2 separate regions of the Arachis hypogaea genome follow, and region 2 is linked to region 1. The links are chromatin contacts, called in public Hi-C maps. All regions are on one chromosome and are shown on one strand. Each heading gives the region's core, a stretch centred on a gene start, on an enhancer-like site or on the middle of the called end of the contact. The rest is flanking DNA. Distances are from core to core; before and after follow the strand shown.

Region 1 (3,443 bases), core at 485-2,984:
GGATGATTTTAATAAAAAAAAAAAGTTGATTTTGATTTTGACTCCAAATCTTGAGAATGAAGAAAGTACTTATCCCAAAAAGAAAATGATTATTAGGAATTTTAATAAACTAAAATGAAAGTGTTTATGATATTATAAAAATTAAAAGTATGAATAATTTTTAATGTTTACGTTAATTAATTTAATTGATAGTTGGTCATTTTTATTAAAATTAATTATTTTTTAAGGATTTTTTTGTTAATAATATTTTTAATTTTTTTTTTAGTGATTAAATCTTTTAGATACTAAATTGGTAGTTATCTCTAAAAGAAAACATCGTTTCATTGTAATTTTATGGCGTACCAATAATAATATGGTCCATGCATATACCTTCCATTAGAAGTCAAAAAGTCTTTCAGTCTTGGGGAAGATACAGCATGACAACCCTTTCTTTGTCCCTCTCCAAACGTTAGATGCCAAACGGACTATATTTAATGATAGGGGATAATGCCGTTATCAATTGTGGTGGCATAGATCATGGAACTTGAAGCACCCACCCTTAAGAGGGTGCACGAGGGTCTCCACCTTGAAATTAAAAATCAGAATTTTCGGATTATTTTCTTACTTGAACAGCTACTCACCCAAACCATATATTACTATAAGCACTTTTGAAAAATTATCATAGCTCAGTTTCTACACCGAGTCAAAATTAAAGAGTGAGCTATTAATTTGGTCTTTATCGATTTTTTCAGAATAATAACGTGATATCTTAAAATAAAAATGATTAATTTCGATTCTTATCTTCTATTTTTGTAACACAATATAAATTTTATGGGTATTTTTCTGTCAACTATGAACAAAAAAAATTGATGTGTCAAGTTTAAGAATAATGGTCTCAAAATTTAAATTGATTAGAAGTATATTTGTTCTTATTCTTTAAACAATATTTTTTTAAATTATTTTTTTATTCATTATATTAATATTCTTTTTTTAATAAATTATTGAATATATGGTATAATAAATACAAATTAATTAATAAATTATTCAAATTTAAAATATTATTTATTATGAAACTAAGTAAATAATTCTCAAACATAATTTTTAAATATATAAATATAAATAATAAACATTAAAATCAGTTAATACATTAATAATAATATTATTAATGCATTAACTGATTTTAATGTTTATTATTTATATATTTAAAAAATATATTTGAGAATTATTTACTTAGTTTCGTAATAAATAATATTTTTAAATTTAAATAATTTATTAATTGATTTATACTTATTATACTATATATTTAATAATTTATTAAAAAATATTAATATAATAAATAAAAAATAATTTAAAAAAATAATATTTAAAAAATAAAGATAAATAAATTTTTAATTAATTTAAATTTAAAGACAGTTAATTTTTTATTCAATTTTTGAACCTAACATGTTAATATTTTTTGTTTAAAGTTAAAATACTCATAAAGATCATATTGTGTCATAAAAATAAAAGAGCAATATTAGGTCAGCAACTTTTGTGATTGGTAGCCATCAAATAGTCATTAATGATAATTTAATGATGTAAGATTGGTGTGAGATTTTATCTAATGATTCACCTTTCTCTGCTGATTACATGCTGGACAAAATTTAACAAAACTGCTGGAGTGCTGCCCTAGACTTTTCCAAAATAAAAAACAGAAATCGAAATAAATTATTTTTAATTTTTTATCTTAAAAAATCATATTGTAGAGACTTGATAGTTTACTCCAAAATTAAACTTGAAGCAAGGGGAAAGTAAGAGAGAGTGGCACTCCACATATTAGAGAGAAAGAGAAACAAGACGAAGGAGGAAGAGGTCGTTGAAAAATGACGGTAAAGATTTACGCATAGACTTTTGGGGATCGTTCCGTTACTTAACCTTCCCCGCTTCTCTACCTGTCTGTCCCTGCAATCTAGGCGCTAGGGTTCATCGAATATCCTGTTTTTCTCCCATTCGATTCCTTTCGTTTCCCTTTCGCTATTCCATTCTCGCTCTCTTTCTCTTCCACCTCGATCTCTTCATTTCAGGTGCCTTACTGCTTCCTCACTCTTTCTTCAATTGGTTTCTCTTTTGTGCGGATTTCTAAGTGTTTTCAAATTATTGGCGCTGATTCAGGTGCTGATTTAGGTGCTTGATTTGAACGAAATCCGCCATGACGATTGCCGATTCGGTTTTTCCGATGGACAATGGCGGCAGCTGCGTCCCGCTCCCTCCGGAGGAGGAGAATCGGATCGTGTCGGAGTTGATCAAGGAATCGGAGCTTAATTTGAGAGAAGGCAACTTGTACTACGTTATTTCCAATAGGTCTTAATCTCATCTTTCTTTCTTTCTTTTGGTAATTTTCATTGAATCTTTTGCTTAGCTGCCTGTTACTATTTGAATAGGGTTATCTTGTGGGGGAAAGGACTGATACTGGTTGGATTGTTACACACTTATTATACTCTTGGCCTCGGGGATTTTGGTTACACTTAATTGAGTTACTTCACTAGCATGGAGGGTGAATGGATCTTGTGTTGTGACCATGTTTGGTTTCCTGTTTGGGAAATTATAGAACTAGGGTATGGTGTAGTATAAAGCTAGTGGTTTTGTAGTTCTAAACGGAAATCCGAACAGTATTGCTTTTTGCTTTCATGTCCTTTTTATGTTTACTCACCCTAAAAGCTGTTGTTATTGTTGTTGTTTCTTTTTTATTGCTTTTTTCCATTGACATTCATATGGTGTTTTTCCGCACATATAATTTATGTGTATGGAGGGTTTTATCAATGCTACCGAACATTATCGACTGACTTTGAACTATGGTAATACGGTGATGCTATATGACCAAGTCATTTTGGTAACTAAGTTCAACCAAGTTGGTCCAATAGCTTGAGGATTGATAACCAGAAATTTTAGTTGAAGTAAAAGGAAGAGAAGGAGGAGAGGCATAAGAAGAAGAAAGACTAGGTTGAACTTGGTTACAAAAATAACTTGTTCACTTAGCATTTCTCAGTCACATCGTTTTACTTTCCATTTGTATTGATAATGGAAGTGCTATAAGAACCAGCTATGCACAGGCCAGAGGGTCTGTGAGAGCATAAGCCTCACATATTGGTCTATAGATGGCAGCCCTACCTTTCATTTGCCAGAGTCTAATTCCACAACTTGTACTTGTAACCTCTGGGTCATAGACTGACAACTTCAGCCGTTCCCCTTAATTTGTATCCCTTATTATTTTAATTAATTAATTAATCAATCAATATATATTTTTGCTGTCCATGCAGGTGGTTTTCAAGTTGGCAGGGGTATGTTGGGGATTGTGGTGGTATGCTTTCCACTGGTGAGCAATCTTCAATTGACCAGAATGCCGGTGTGGTTCACTCAGAGAATGCAGATAGACCTGGGCCAATTGATAATTCTGATATTGTCTCAAACGGAAATAATTACGAAGG
Region 2 (3,443 bases), core at 249-2,748, 410 kb after region 1:
ACAACTACTTTATATCAAGAACAGACAACACAAATATGAATTATGTATTCTAAAAACTATCATTATTCCTTTTTTAGACATGGCATTTTATGTGTTAGCTCATTATTTTTTTATCCAAATATTTTGGATAATATGTCATCAAAAGATTTTTTTAAAGTAAGAACTATATTGACTATTATAGTAGACACTGTGAAAGAGGTCAACAATCATTTTATTTTATGCCTGTTATTTTTAGAGAAAAAAAATTATATCTTAATTCAGATTCAATTTATATAGATGACAAGAATATAAAATATCAATTAGATCTATTTGGCTCAAAATTATTGAAGACTTTAACTTCTTTTAATTTGTCTCCACACAAACTAATACTTAAGTTTAATGTCCCGGTGATATTACTAATGAGAATTTTTATAATAATACAAAACTACAAGTTAAAAAATTTTAAAAAGTCATTTTGCTTTCTAAGGATGAAGATAGTACCAATAAATGAAATCATCCCATAAATTTTAACAAAGACAATTTCATATAATAATATATTTTGTCATCATAATAAATAAGTCTTGAGAACAAAATCATACCTCATATTGGATTGTATTTTCCATATGGCATTTTATGATGACCAACTTTCAAAAATTAAGAGTAACAATAACTTAAAAGTTTTGCCAAGGAATTATTATGAGATATCTATAAATTCAATCATCAATGTTGTTTATAGATATGTCTTTGAAAAGATAAGATCTTAACATAAGTATTTCAATTTTATTTTAAATTATACAGAACTATCGATGAATAATTTTTTTTATTTTTTTATTATAGAAGTGCTAGTTATTAATGAAAGAAAAAGTTTAACTAATATGTATCTTAAGAGAACAAATTAAGATTATTATTAGTAAAATTTTTTTAAATTTTTATTTTAATAAATATAAAATAATTATATTGACGAAAAGAGCAGAATTTTATTATAGTCAATAACAACATATACTTTAGCCCACACGTTTAAATATTAATGGCTAATTGATTGCGAAAAATAATCAATTTTAATGATTTTCTAATATTTTTTTTATAATAAATTTTTTTTGTTAGTAACTTTAATATATGCGTACTGCGTAGGATACATGTTAACTAAAAAAAACCAATTTGAAGTGTAAAATTACTAAAAGAAAAGATGTCCTAAAAAGGCAATTTTAAGTGTAAAATTATTGAAAGAGATGTCCTTCATCAAATAATTTGATTTGAGGGATCAACTTCTCCCACTAAAGGGAAAGAAATACAAATTAGGAATTTGAAGAATTGGTCCGAAACTTCCATGGTGGAATGCTATATTGCCTATATATATGTCTCCATATGGTTGGCATGGCAACTTTGGATATTGGAGATACATATTTGACGCTATGCTTTTTCACTCGAATTATTATTATTCACTGTTTGCAACGGGACTTCATCCGGGACCATCATCACAATAATTGATATTCCATCAGCTTAGTTGGAAACAAGACAGTGTATAAAAAATAAACAAAAGGCGTGAAAGTCTAAAGTAACGACAACAATGTTGATCATTTCGTAAACCCCAAAGGCTATTCTTTGGGACAGAACTCCATCGACTGTTAAAAATAAAATAAAATAAAATAAAATAAAAATAATCTTCATATGATGGATATAATAAGCAGATAGATAATACTATTTCTATTGGGTAGTTTAACAAGCGATTCTAGTATCTTTTACAATAACAATAATAATAATAATAATAATAATAATAATAATAATAATAATAATAATAATATGTCTCTAAAATGATCAATTTTAAAAAAAATTGATACATTTATTATACATTTATAATGTATCTTTAGAATATATGATAATAAATCCGAATAATAATAATTACACATAAATTTAATTTGCGAAATTTTCACTGCCACCGTTGAAGCCAAACCTTTAGTAGATCCTAAATTACAGGAGTCACCAAAAAAAAAATTCCTAAATTACAGGAGAATTGTGAAATTTGACACTAACACTACTAGTCTACTACTAGGCATTCTCTCCTTGGAAAAATTCCCAGATTCCAGTTTCATTAACATTTGGGAAATTGAGGAAAGTTGACTGGGGAAGGGTGTTCATTAAATAAGCAAAGTATCAAGTTTCAAAGTTTCCATATGAATCCATTACAAGTTTGATTTAAGGTTCTTTTGAAAAATTTTAGAAGTTATTTTTTTGAACTTTTAACTTATGAAAAATAGTAACATTAATGTCTGATTATCTGATATAATTTTTTAAGAAACTATTTAAGTACTTATAAATAAGTTAAACAAAATGACCTCTCTCATAATAAAATTTTTTTTATTATATTTCTTTTAAAAAAATTACTTTTAGAACTAAAAAATTAAATACAAAATAACTTATTTATAAATTATTTTTAATATAAATATTTATTATTTAAACTATTTTTTTTTTAAAAAATTAATTAAGTTGTATATCCACTTCATTTTGCATTTGATAAATAAAAAACTCATGTACTTATATTTGCAATTTTTAAAAATTAAAGATATTTTTTAGAACACCTAAGAAAAAACATTTTAAAATTAACTTATACTTATCTAAATTAAAATATCTAATATAACTTCATATATTAATTAATATTCAAATTTAATTCTTACATTAATATTTATATAATATTTTTAAATTTTAAAAATTATTTTATTAAACACACTTTTACTTATGTTTATTAAAAATTATTTTTAATTTAATTTACCAAACACAAATACTACAACTTTTAAAAAATAAAGACTTTATCAAACTAAACCTTAAGAGGTGCTCAACAATTCTTCTAATCCCCAAAGAAAGTAAAAAAATTTAGGTTTTAACTAACCCTTGTAACAATTTTAAAATTACTATTAGTAAAAATTTTAAACGATCTATTTTAATAGATACACGACAATTATATTGAAAATCAAACTTTACACAATTTTTTATAATAAATTTGAGTATATATCCAAATAAATCTCTAAAAAATTTTAAATCAGACATTTTCATTCCCAAAATTCTTATTAAGTTGAGGTCCTAAACTTTATAAAAATAAAACATATAAATCCTTCTATCACATTTTTTAAAAACCTATTTATTCAAGTGAAAACAACAGAATTGACTAAAATAAAGACTTATATGTTTTATTTTTGTAAAATTCAGGAACCACAACATAATAAAATTTTCTCAAAGACAAAAACGTCCAATGTAAAATTCTTTAAGAACCTATTTAGGTATATACTCTAAATTTTTTATTCCTAAAAACACATGGTGACTAAACCCAAAAATTTAAATGCATTAATATCTTTAAATTTACACTAAAATTCACTACTTGTTTTGAAACTAGGAATATAAAGATGATTTATGAGGATACATCCCTATACATCACGTTCACCACGGAGGAATTATTATTCACAGAAAATTCA

The links. Hi-C and Micro-C count contacts between places; a contact is called where the count stands out from the background.
Region 2: a Hi-C map of leaf shows a contact between it and region 1, with 2.2 times the contacts expected there. The contact joins the enhancer-like site here to the promoter of LOC112776184 in region 1. A contact is called at or near these places in 3 of 8 Hi-C or Micro-C datasets (leaf and an unstated tissue).

What each region holds. Positions count from the first base shown.
Region 1 is chr19:98,439,256-98,442,698 of arahy.Tifrunner.gnm2.J5K5, reverse strand. It overlaps LOC112776184 (ubiquitin carboxyl-terminal hydrolase 10), which reads left to right and starts at 1,734. Exons shown (of 14, transcript XM_025820231.3): 1 at 1,734-2,042; 2 at 2,131-2,319; 3 at 3,276-3,443. The coding sequence starts at 2,168.
Region 2 is chr19:98,027,151-98,030,593 of arahy.Tifrunner.gnm2.J5K5, reverse strand. No RefSeq gene overlaps it. Among protein-coding and RNA genes, the nearest start is that of LOC112775138, 5.4 kb to the left of the region's middle. Within about 2 kb of position 1,498, at least 2 of the 3 cell types and tissues checked have open chromatin away from gene starts, as enhancers often do.